2 separate regions of the Columba livia genome follow, and region 1 is linked to region 2. Evidence: chromatin contacts called from public Hi-C data. All regions are on one chromosome and are shown on one strand. Each heading gives the region's core, a stretch centred on a gene start, on an enhancer-like site or on the middle of the called end of the contact. The rest is flanking DNA. Distances are from core to core; before and after follow the strand shown. Region 1 overlaps MPHOSPH9 (M-phase phosphoprotein 9). Region 2 holds the start of KMT5A (lysine methyltransferase 5A).

Region 1 (6,178 bases), core at 2,058-4,557, 76 kb before region 2:
GGGAAGTAGTAAGAAAACCCCAGTCCTGTGACTGCAGTTCCACCCGCATTTCTGCAGCTGCAGCCTCGGCGTGAGCAGATTCCTCCTGCGCCATCCTCAAGGTTGTGCAGCAAAGGTCCTTCTCTACCCAGCGTGTTCTTGGAGGTTCTTTTTGCTGGATCCCTTCCCGGTCTGGTTTGTCACACGGCTGCACAAATTGCTGTCCCAGCATCATGCTGGAGGTGGCAGCAGGAGCCAGTGAATGTGAAACCAGCCTGTAACCCATCGCATCCTCAAACCCAGACATACAGAAATGACTGTTACCTCTGGTGGGTGACTGCACTGGGAAGAAGGCATAAAATTCTGGTCTGGCAGCTGCTTATTCTCCCTTTGTCTTTTATGATAAATATCCTTCAATGACGAGAGCTTTGTTTCGTCAGCAGAAGATAACTTCAACAGGAAAAATTGCTACATTAGTTGATATGAACACAATCCTCCACCTCCAATATAGATAAACAAGTTGTAGGTGAGTTTAGCTAATAAATCAGTTAGAACTTAATTTAGTAGTTTTTAAAGGCAGCTTTATTCAACGCAAACAATTTTTAAAAGGGTCTTTAATGAGGCACATCCACCTTTAATATACTAGTCGGTTTCTTTTTACCTTCCATACACGGATTTCTTTCAAATGACAAAAAGTGGTTAATAAATTCCAGGCTACTTTAGTGAGGGTAAATGAATAACAAAAAAACAGAATATGAGAGACCGAGCTAATGAAAGAGCTCGCAAGGAGAAGTTCACATCTTTCCATTGCAGAAAAAAGGAAAGATGAGAAGCAACTGTAAGACAACTTTTAAAACACGTGCAGAGTTTACCTGATCTGGTGATACTTTTGTGGAGAAAACATCAGCAAACTCACTTCTGAAATTCTCTGGTAAAGAGTGATACATCTCCTTTTCATCTAACTTCCAGTATGAAAGCCCTGATAAGAAGAAACAATTAAAGAAAAAACATTACAGATTTCAAGGTAATGGCTATAGAACAGGAATCCCAAAGCCCATTAGCAAGATTTTACTTTGTAAGTTTACAAGAATGCTGTATTAGTTATTTGCATCTATTGCTTAATAATCTCACTCAAGCATTTGTTACGAGTTACAAAAAATCTCAATGCAAAGCACAGGCCTCATGATCAGTATCACATCCCACGGCATCAGTAACGAAAGCTCTAAATCAGTGAAAACACAGAGATTTACTCTTTTGTGTGCAAAGAACAAATCCTCATTTACCACAAACTTTCATATTCCTACTGATTCCAGTACAACGCTTAAAGCTTGTGTTATCCAAGGAATAATCCTCCACAGCCACTCGGTATCACAAACTCTTCAGTTTGGTTCTCAACAGCGCTCTACAACATGCAAAAAGCAGACTACCGGGACCAAGGGACGGCACGAGAGGGACAGATACAGGCTCAACCCCGTGGCAATTTCTTATACGTGTCCCTCTCAATGGGTTGTGAAGAAGCAATAAATATACACAGTTTGCAGGGCTGCATCTCTGTGCCCCTGTTTGTTATCAAAATGAATCCACCCTGTTACGGTCAAAATGTGTGAATTAGTTGTTTGGCTTTCACAAAAACAAAACACCGCGACAACAACAAGAAAAACACACCAAAAAACACACACACATCACAGACACACAAAAAACCCAAACGGCAAACCCCCCAAACCCACCACAACTACCCCTCAAAAGCAAAACTAAACCACAAAAAAGCAACACCCCTCACCCCGATTAAAGAATCACACACACTGCATTGTTTTGTTCTTGTTTATTCACACAATCACCGAATCCTCCCTTTGCCCTACAAAATTTCTAACCCCGTCACCATGCACTCCTGCCACTACTAGAGCAGCGATACTAATATTTGAAAGGTTGCTTGGTACCCCACCATGACTTTAGTAACAATTACATTATTGAAAGCGCTTTAAACATAAAGCTCAGCTTTGAAATATTGAGAAATTTGAAGAAAGAAATCGCTGCATGTCCTATATCTGCCAGCAGTGACACATGGGAGCTCCTATCAGCTCGAAATGCAGAAGCAAGAAAAGCAGAATTGTGCCATAGCAAAAGTTTAATAGCTAGTCAGTGATCAAACCCTCCTCAGCTCCTCAAAGTTGTTGGAGCTGCATTGTAGCAAGAAAGTTAAAAAATGAGAATTCAAGAGGAAAAGAAATCTAAGTGCAGGAAATTAACTATACCTGAAGCTTCAGACACTAAGGAATTCGGACTTTCATTAGGCTGGTTGAGGTAAAAAGTGTAAGGTGGCAAAGCAGCACCGCTATGGTTTGTCTAAAACAACAAAGGAAAAACAATTAATGAGGAAAATTGCAAGACAAGGAAGGAAAAGAATTTTTCAAAAAGGGTACCATTTTTTAAAATATTGCATGTAAATGTTATTAGTCTTTTAAAGCAAAGAGATTAAACTTCATTATACAGCATGATTCAAACATATACAATTTATATTGAGGGCAATCACAGTCAAAAGGTAAAATAAGCTAAGCCACACAATTTAAAGACACTGATATTTTCCAAGTCGTCTGCCTGTCTGTGGAGCATTTTTGAGATTAACTGTTAAAAAACACGCATTCTGGACAGCCGTCTAAACTTTCTTGCTCCTTAAGAGATGCAAGTACATAACGGGATGATCTACCAAAAAAAGGTTACTCTTCCCTCATCTTAGGATTGGAATTTCTTATATTCAGCTGTTATGACTCCACCTACCACAAATTGGGAGGTAAACAGTGTCTGTCATTTCCGACAGACAAGATACTACACACCCTGCTTCTCCGCACTCCAGACTTCCTAAGCAACCTCTGCAGCTAATCACAGAAACTTTGAAAAGGGTGGAACTAACACATGCCAAACAAATTTCACAGGATTAAAAATTTGCTACAACTCTCCTGTTCTTAATCAAAGGAAGAAGCGTCATTGATGTAACACAGTGATACAAGAACTGAGTAATGGCAGCTGGCTTGAAATTCTCATCTCACATTGCTCTTTTCTACTGTACATAGGGCTTTTTGTTCCAACACAGCAGCTTAAGAGTCATGTACATGGCAAATTTACACAGCTTATACAACCGAAGACTACAACAGGAAAGGAACCATTGAGTCAACACAAAGAAAAAAAGAATTTAGAACTGAAGCTTTTGAAGCTGTTGCATGAAGTACCATCTCACCTCAAGGCTATTCTGTCCCTCTTAATGTTTTTATTTAGGTATTCTCCTTTGCCTAAGGAGGAAGAAAGGAAAATGAAGGGGTATCAACTGAATTCTTACAAAGGAATAGAAAGATAAAGGTATTTTCAAAAGCTGAGAGAGAAAAGCAACAATCCACAGCAGATAAATTTGACTCCTGGTTTGAAATATCCCCTTAGAGTAACAGCTGACAACAGAAGAGCCAGCGAGCCCAAGCCGCTGCTCCTACCCTTTCTGGATCACCCTCAACGTGACCACGGGGAAGAAAACAGACCCTGCCTTGAATCAAGTGACTCATATTTGCTAATTCTCCTATCCTCTTGTAGGTGGAGTCATTCACAGAGTTGCCGGAGTTATTTCCTTAAAAACAGCATAAGGAGAGAGGTTTGTGACAGTTACTACAGCAATAGGCATTACTACAAATGCTTCTAAAGAGCTGGTTCATTTCCTAAATGTCTGCTGGGGGGGTTGGATACTTTCAGCAACTAGTGCTGTAGCTGTGCTTGGAGCAGTTCAATTTGGCCAAATCATAGTTATACACAGGCAGAAAAGAATGTATTATTCTGATAAAAACAATACCAAAAAAAAAAAAAGCTTGGATTTAAAAATCCCAATGTGGAAGAACACTGTCTGTCCTGAACAAGGTGGCCAATGCCTCCACAAACAGTTGTGTGTGCCAAAAGGGACATTACCAGCTGAAATCAAAGCTCCTTCCAAAAATTATATGGCACAATAAATTAGCATGACCCGAAGCTTTAATTGAGAATGTGATTATTATTTCTATAAAGAATGAACATTTGCCATTTAGGTAAATTAAGGCAAAAATGAGGCAACAAATACAACAAGCCAAAATAGCCATGTGAGGAAGTATAGAATGATCCAAGAAGTAAACTCTGACCATATTAACTTCAAACATATAAATAGGAACCCCACTACTCAAATGCTTAAAGCTAAGTATGAAGGCACGTGCTGAACACTGAAAAAATACCAGTGACAAGAATAAAATTAGAAAAACATCATAAAATAAAAAGATACTTACATTCTCAAGGGGTAATTTCTTTGCTTGCTCATTTTCATGCATAGAGTTCACACATACTTCTTCAGCGTTTATTCTTTTTGGTTGGTTTTGTCTCAACTTTTGTGCCCATGATGTTAAAGATTTACTAGATGGTAAGAAACACACACGTACACCCTAAGTACATGAGCCCTTTTCAGTGGAGACACGAATGATTTCAAAAGCTGTCTTAGAAAGGTTTTTCAAGCTGAAACACACTCTTGAATTGAGCTTCTCTAGCTCTAAGTTTCCCTGGAAGTCCATGAACTGCAGCTACTCCCTTCATGGCACTGCAACATGAACCAAAACAGTGGAAAAAAAGCCAGAAGGGAATGTATCAATGGGGTTCTGATCTACCCTATATGCCAAGATAACACATTTCCAAACTAATTTCTCTAAAGAAAGCCGGTTCTGTGTTTTATTACATACTAGCAAGATGCAAGTTCATTTTCACGACTCTCTGTTTTTACAAAAGAGGGAAAGTTTTTATCTCCGCAAACTCCTATCAGGGACTCGCAGGCAACTCGCTGCCCACAAGGGCTCTGATACGGCTCGTGAGCACGTGGAGCCGCCGCCACTACAGCCCAATCTGACAGGGAGGGTAAAGTCCATTGTTAAATTCTGTGCAACTACAGCAGTCCTTGGGCAGTGCTGTTACCAAATGAGCTGGCCAGCCTTTCAAAAAAACCTTTGGTAGATCCACCCACCTATTGAATAGAGCGAAACAACAACAAAAAAAGATCAACCCCCAAAAAAACACCACACAACAAAAAACTTCAAACATGTGGCTGTTCTCTGATACAATTTATTACTGTAATGCATGCATATAAGGCAGCAAAAAAGACTGGTTGTGCACAACAGCAAAGTGTCAGTCGTAACAAACTGAAAATCAACACTTACAATTCTGGTGCACAGACAAACACTATGCAAACTGGATCTTAGCTAAAATTTGCAGTACAAAGCAGACTTCACATTCTCCCCCCCAACATATCTACAAGAGATCAACACTGCAGATGCAAATATGCATCACACAGAAATGTTAGGCTAAACAAATAACTTTCTCTACCAAGAAGCATAGTATTTTTTTTGTTTACAATCAAGAAATTCTATGCAATTCTTTCATGTTTCCAGTTACCATCAGCTATTTACTGAATGGGGATCATCTACAATAAATTAACATATTTGGGAAGTTGATCACTTACCTGGGTTTCTTTCCACATTGAGCCTCATCAACTTTATGTTCAGATTCAGCAGGAAAAACTAAAATATCACTCCTTCCCGACAAAAATTTTTCCTCTTTTTTTGGGGGGTGAAGTTCTCTTTTCTTTTGAACACCGGCTACCGCTGCGTCACTCTGCAATACTGCTGCATCACCCTGCCCTTGGGAAGTTTTCTCCATGCAGTCTGTGCACTGGATAACGTTGTTCGATGTGCCAGGGTTCAGTTGGGAGGCAGAACATGCACCGTGCCCGCTATTCACTGAAGCATCATTTCCAAGACATTCCTGATGTAGACCAGATGCATTTGGCTGACTTTCCGCCTCATTTGATCTAAGTTGATTGACAATGCACTCGTTTTCTTCAAAGACTTCAGAACGCATCCCCATTTTGCTCTCTAGTGATGAGAAATTGTCTGGAAGCTTGACAGGCAAACTTCTGCTCTTGCTGGCACCCCAGTTGCTGGTCTGTAATTTCACCAACTGCCTTATCTCATCCTGAATCAGCTACAGGAAAACAAAAGGCAACATTCCTATGAGATCATGCCACAAATCACATCTATTTTTTTATGCATCTTCATGTTATGAGTGAGAGAATTCCAAATAACTCATATTTTTCAATGTGTAGACACCTCATGCATAAAGTAGACATACTCTAACAGTAAAATGTGCATGGTAA
Region 2 (5,622 bases), core at 616-3,115:
TTGTTGGTATATTTGAAAGAAATGGAACTTTTAAATTCAAAGGTAACCAGTCCTAAAAAATAAGATACTTTTTAAAATTGACTCGAGTGTTAATTTAGACTGAAAGTATTTACTCTGAAGATTTTCTTTCCTTTCTGAGCAAATCCAACATTTTGCTTGTGTGTTTTTCTTCCCCCACAAAAGGCTTTCAGGTCTCAGTGTTAAAGCAGTGCTCTCAGGGACTGCCCTTACACTACTACTGGAGATAATAAATATTTAGGTCACTGGGTTTTACGGCTGGTGCTGGTGGGAGTCGTGCTGCTCCCTCCCCAGTATCGCCCTGGCTGGCGCTTTCCCATGTGCTGCTGTCCTCAGTCATGGTGACGGGCGATTGCACATGGATGTGCCCTCTTTTGGGCTGTAGCCTTATCTCTTGATAACATTTTTCCTTCTCCTCAGTACTTGCTTTTTGGTGATAACTCCCTGAAGCGCTAAGGGGTAAAAACAGCCTGGTTTGTGTATTCCCCGTGCGATCCGCCCGTGCTGGGAGCAGGACCTAGTTAGAGGTGACATTGTTTTCTTTGTTGCTCAAGGGAAGATAATTACTTAGCTTGCTTTGCCCTCTAGTGGCACAGCTTCAATGTAAACTTGGTTGCTTTGTATAATATATAAAATTAATATTAAAAATATCCAACCCACAAAAGCAGAGCAAAACCACAGTAAAGGTGTTCCCAGAGCTTTCCCATGACAATTAGGAACAGTGTTCCTTAATGACTGCAAGAAGGAAAGTATCATTAGTAATTTATAAAGAATTTTTTCCAGTCCCATCCTAGCTGTGTGAAAAGAAGAGTGTGAATTAGGGTGGAAAAATCAGAACAAGGGCTCCGGTGCTCTTCTGGAGAGCTTGGCCTACCTGCTTCGGCAGCAGAGATTATCAGGATGATGCAGCCTCCTGTCCGCTGGTGTTAACAAAACAACACCCAGAGCATTTTGGTCACCTTTCTGTGAAATATATGTTAGTGAAGATGAAGAAATTGTGATGATGCAGAGCTGGGATTCTTTTGCCTTTTCTTGAAGTGCCCGTTTGCATGGAGAGCAATCACAAAATGAGGCGAGGGTGGGCTGAAACACCTGCTGCCTTCCCGTGTCTCCTCTGCAGCCACTCCCTGTTGGTTGGTTGGTTGGTTTGTTTGCGTGTGTATGTGGTTTTGTGGATGGGTTTTTAAATGATTTTTGTTTGTTTGTTTTCTTCTCTGCTGTTCTTAAGGAAAATCCTGGTTTTCAGTTGTTTCACCCTCCAGAACTGGCTGATCATGCCGCTGTGGGGATGCCCAAGGGACAAGCAGCCGCCTGTGGCTGCAGATAAGCCCTGGGTGGGAATCCACCCCTGTGACAATGACACTTGGGGTCAGCTGACGTCCTACAGACCCATATCCCCAGCAGGCACAGGTGGCTGTTGTTAGGTGGGTCTTAAAAGATAAAAAGAAAGACTAGCCATACCTCGTTACTCAATATAATTGTTCCTCTTAACATGGAGCACCAAAGAGATCCTGTGCGGTAATCTCCTATTGTCCATTATGACCTTTACTTACCAAGGAGAAACACACAGTATGCCTTGATCTGTGTGTCGTCGTGCCTTGTTGCCACTTTACTCTTTGCAATGGTACTTTCCTGATTTCGCAGTGTATGCACCAGGCCTGACATGGGGCTGTTGAAGCCCTTCTGTGTTTTTGCTGTGTTTTAGCCATGCTTGTTAGGGAATCAGGGGTTTGATGCAATACTGTTCTCCAGGCAAGCTTTGAAGAGGATGGAATTAATGGCCTTTGATATAATTTTCAGATTTAAGCGAGACATTGCATAAAGCGGTCTGATAATTTCGCAGAGTTTTACGATCCCGACGGAATTAAGGGCCCCCCGGATCCTCGCTGGGAGGTGGCGGGCGCTGTGCGCGCCCAAGGCAGGAGAAGAGATCCACGTGCTCTGCGAAGAGGTGCATGAGGTGTTGACGGGGCCGCACTGGGCGATGCCGCTGCCCCGCAGGAGCGGAGCGGACAGCACGGGGGGGTACATGTCAGCGCCCCCGGCGCCCGCCGCCGCTCCGTGGGATGGAGCGGCACGGACGGTCCGGCGGGACCCGCTCCCAGCGCGGCGTCCTACCCACGTGGCGAGCCCTGCCGCGGAAGGGCGTTCCTTCCCGGACCGCCAATCAAAAAGCCGGTTGCTCTTCCCACGGACCAATCAGCGCTCGGGGAACTCGCGTTTAAACTCTGTTCCCGGGAGCTGCGAGCATCGCTGTGTGACAGGGAGAGGGCGGGGTGCGGCTCTGTGTGCCAATCAGAGGCGCGGAAGCGGTTATTGGCACGCGGTTCAGCCAATGGGGTTGCCGAGAGGAGCGCGGTGTCTCCCTGCGGAGCGGTTGGTTTCAGCGGGGGAGCTCCTCGGGGACCGTCGGGGCAGCCCGGCCGCGGGGGGCTCCAGGGCGCCGGGCTGCGCCGCAGCGGTCATGGCTAAAGGTGCGCGGGCGCGGCGTCGGGGAGGAGCGGAGACGGGGCGCGGCGGCTGTCGCGTCGAGTGCAGGGCGGGGGCCGGGCGGCGCGGGGGCATCTCCGCGGCGCGGATGCTCCTCCCGGGAGACGCGAGGCGCCGGGGCTGGCGGGACTCCTCCCCCGCGCGGTGTGCGCAGCTCGCCGGGAAGGGGCTGGGCCGCCGCGGCTCGCCCTGCCGCATCCAGCCCTTTAAACATGGCGCAGGCCGCGGTGGCCGGGCGATGACCGCGGGCGGCCGCGCCGGACATGGCTCAGGCGCCGATCTTCCCCCCTTGTTCCTAGGGAAGAACATGCCCAAAGCCAGGGCGGGCGGCGCGGAGGAGGTGAGCCCCGAGAGCGCCGAGAGGAAGGGCCCCGGTCGCCCCCGGGCCGGCGGGGTAAGCACTGCCCGGGCCTGGGCGGGTGGAGCAGAGCGGGGCGGGCGGCTCCCTGGGGTCCTCTGTGCCCTCCGCCTCCTCCCGGTGCGAGCGGGCCGGGTGCGGGCTGCCCCGGGGAGCCGCGTGGCCCCGGGCGCTTGACTTCTGGGGTTCCTCCAATCATTCAGCAATCGGTTAACTTTAAGTGGAATGGCACACTTTCCGTGTTTTCCGGTGACCTCCTTCAGCTGCCCTGCAAGCGCGGGGCGCTGCCGGGGCTGTCAGCGAGCAGCCAGGCCCAGGCTCAGTAATCCCTCCGTGCCACCTTCCCGTCCTGCAGTTCTGTTACAGGCAGCTGGCAGGAGCTTGTTTGTCACTTTGCATTTAGCCTCCCATGGAAATAATTGTGGCTATTGCATCAAATCCCAGAGCTCTCCGCCAGCCCTTCATGTGCTCCGTTGTGCTGAGAAAATCTCTGCTCTCCAGGGTCTCAAGCCTGGCACAGACAAAGACGTGGCAGCCACGTCTCGGTAGCGCCAAGAGCGCAGCAGGCAGGGAGCTGGGAATGAGGGGAGGGAGATACGCTGGAGAAATAGTCGTTCGTTTCATGTTAATGGTGTATTCAAAGCCAGAAAGCTTTGCTGGCAGGTGGACTGCTGCAGTTCACTGCTTTTGGCTTTCTCCGGAAATGCCCATATTTAAACTCCTCGCTAAATCTTGAGAACTTTGCAGCACAGGGTTTGCTGCTGGTAATTGTTAAAATGGAGTGCTTTCGTAGCGTTTTATCCTCAAAAGCCCCAGTTTTTTTTTAAATAAGCAAGTTTTGTCTTTCATAGGCCTTTCAGAAACATTGGGGGTCAGGGAGTGTCTGACTTGCTTTTTCTGACTGTTCTACTGTAATCTTAATATTTAGTGAAGTTGATTTGTGTACTGAGATTTGAGCCTTTAACTGGTCGTATTTTATGTGTGAATTATGTATGCATTAAGTTTGTTACTTATTATGCTAATTATTTAAGTTACCCTATGTGTTCTATTATGTGCTTTGTTTACTTTTTTAGTTTTTGTGTGACTACATATGCTGGAGTATTTGTTTAGTCAGCTATATTTGAGCTTTTTTTTTAACTAATGGGAGCCTTTACGTGCTTTTCTGAAAAAAAATGGATGCATGTTTTTGTTGTTTTAACTGGCTTGCAGTGTCTGGAAATTGGTTCTAGTTGAGTCAAAATATAGCCAAGACAAACTCATTCTGGCCACGTTGCATCTGCCTGTCCAGACACTGAGATTCCACAGCTGAAATCTGTGTGCCCTACATATGCTGCAGAGTCAAACTTGGCGAGGGGGCAGGAGACTGCAAAAGCAAAGGTGGCACGACTCCACTAAGCTTTGCTAAATTTTATACTGCTCACTGTTGATGTTCTTTGAGGCCAAGCCAGTGTACAAACCCTGGCCTCTGTGGTGCTTGACCATGCTGGAGGGTTTTGCCGTTTTCCTGGCTGGGCATGAATATTTTGTGTAAACTCTTTAATGTTTCATTTGCCATGAGCAAATTTACACTTTATTTTGTGAAATCTAATGGATAAAAGGATAGCATTGTTTATCTCCTAGGCTTCATTGAGAGTTGTCACTCAAGGTAGACTGTAAAACTGATTTCTGTCTTCTGTGTTGCTCAGTAGAGCATATAATTAACTGCAGTAACATTTGACACCTCGTAAGAGTGTTCGAGTAAGCTCATACCTCTCTGGCTATAAGAGGTATGTTCCAGGCTTGGGCAATTTTTGCTCTCTTATTTGTATTTTTTTTGGCTTGCGCTCTTTGAGGCCGCCTTCCTTCCAAGGCGCACAGGGCTACTGAGGGTTTTTTTAGCACCAGAGTTCATACTGTGAAGCACAGAGTGGAAGCTGAAGTTAATTATGACTGCTCCATCCTGCCACACTTCATAGGAAAGTCCTCTTGGGCTGGGAGTTTGCATGAGTAAGTTCTCTGAGTGCTTACCACCGTTATGTTTTCACTTAGTAGAAATAGCAACAGCATTAAGGATGATGCATTAAAGCAGTGTAATTTGCAATAGTGCAGTCAGCTGTCAGCCCTGGTCTTTGTAGTGTGTTGTGGATACCAACTTCATGTACCTGGCATCTCTGAACTGATTTTTGTATGGGTCTGTTTTAGGAGAATGTGTTTATTGGTCAATCCAAAATCTACAGCTACCTGAATCCTAACAAAACTCCTGGTGCTCGCCCCCCGCTTCAAGAGGAAAACTCTGTCATGTATCACGAGGTGAAATGTCAGGGCAAAACACTAAGCAAAACCTACAGGAAAGGAGATGGTAAGATTGATTTTTGGATTGCTTGCCTCATTAAATGTGCTCCCCCTACCCTCAATTTGAGAACTTAATTGCACAGTCACAAGGGCCAGGCAGCTCCCCAGCCCGGTTGCTTTCCCAGTGCTACAACTCTGTTGGCAAACTGGGACTCTATAAAGATGCAGGTGTCCTTATCCTTTTCAAAACTTAGGTCATAGGCTTACCAGGCATTTTTCCTGTTTTTTGTCTGGCTATGTTTATATTGTCTCTCTGGATATAAAAAACTAATGCTTGCGTTGTCAATATGCCCTGTTGTCCCTGCAATTCCATTACTGATCTGCTTTTTCAGGTCAGCATTTGGCAGTTTATCTATTTTTTAATCTTTTTTATTACCTAAAACTGGCTTGTTCTCTATTTTGACTACTTTATACTAATTTATATA

The links. A called contact is a pair of places that touch in the nucleus more often than the background predicts.
Region 1: a Hi-C map of liver shows a contact between it and region 2, with 2.5 times the contacts expected there. The contact joins the enhancer-like site here to the promoter of KMT5A in region 2. A contact is called at or near these places in 2 of 2 Hi-C or Micro-C datasets (crop and liver).

The regions. Positions count from the first base shown.
Region 1 is chr17:3,884,455-3,890,632 of bColLiv1.pat.W.v2, reverse strand. MPHOSPH9 (M-phase phosphoprotein 9) reads right to left here. Exons shown (of 23, transcript XM_065033428.1): 4 at 5,486-6,006; 5 at 4,269-4,392; 6 at 2,232-2,322; 7 at 852-958; 8 at 304-429. Among named protein-coding and RNA genes, the nearest start is that of MTRFR, 11 kb to the right of the region's middle. Within about 2 kb of position 3,307, at least 1 of the 3 cell types and tissues checked has an H3K27ac peak away from gene starts, as active enhancers do.
Region 2 is chr17:3,807,921-3,813,542 of bColLiv1.pat.W.v2, reverse strand. KMT5A (lysine methyltransferase 5A) reads left to right here and starts at 1,865. Exons shown (of 8, transcript XM_065033437.1): 1 at 1,865-2,492; 2 at 2,808-2,848; 3 at 5,048-5,204. The coding sequence starts at 2,003.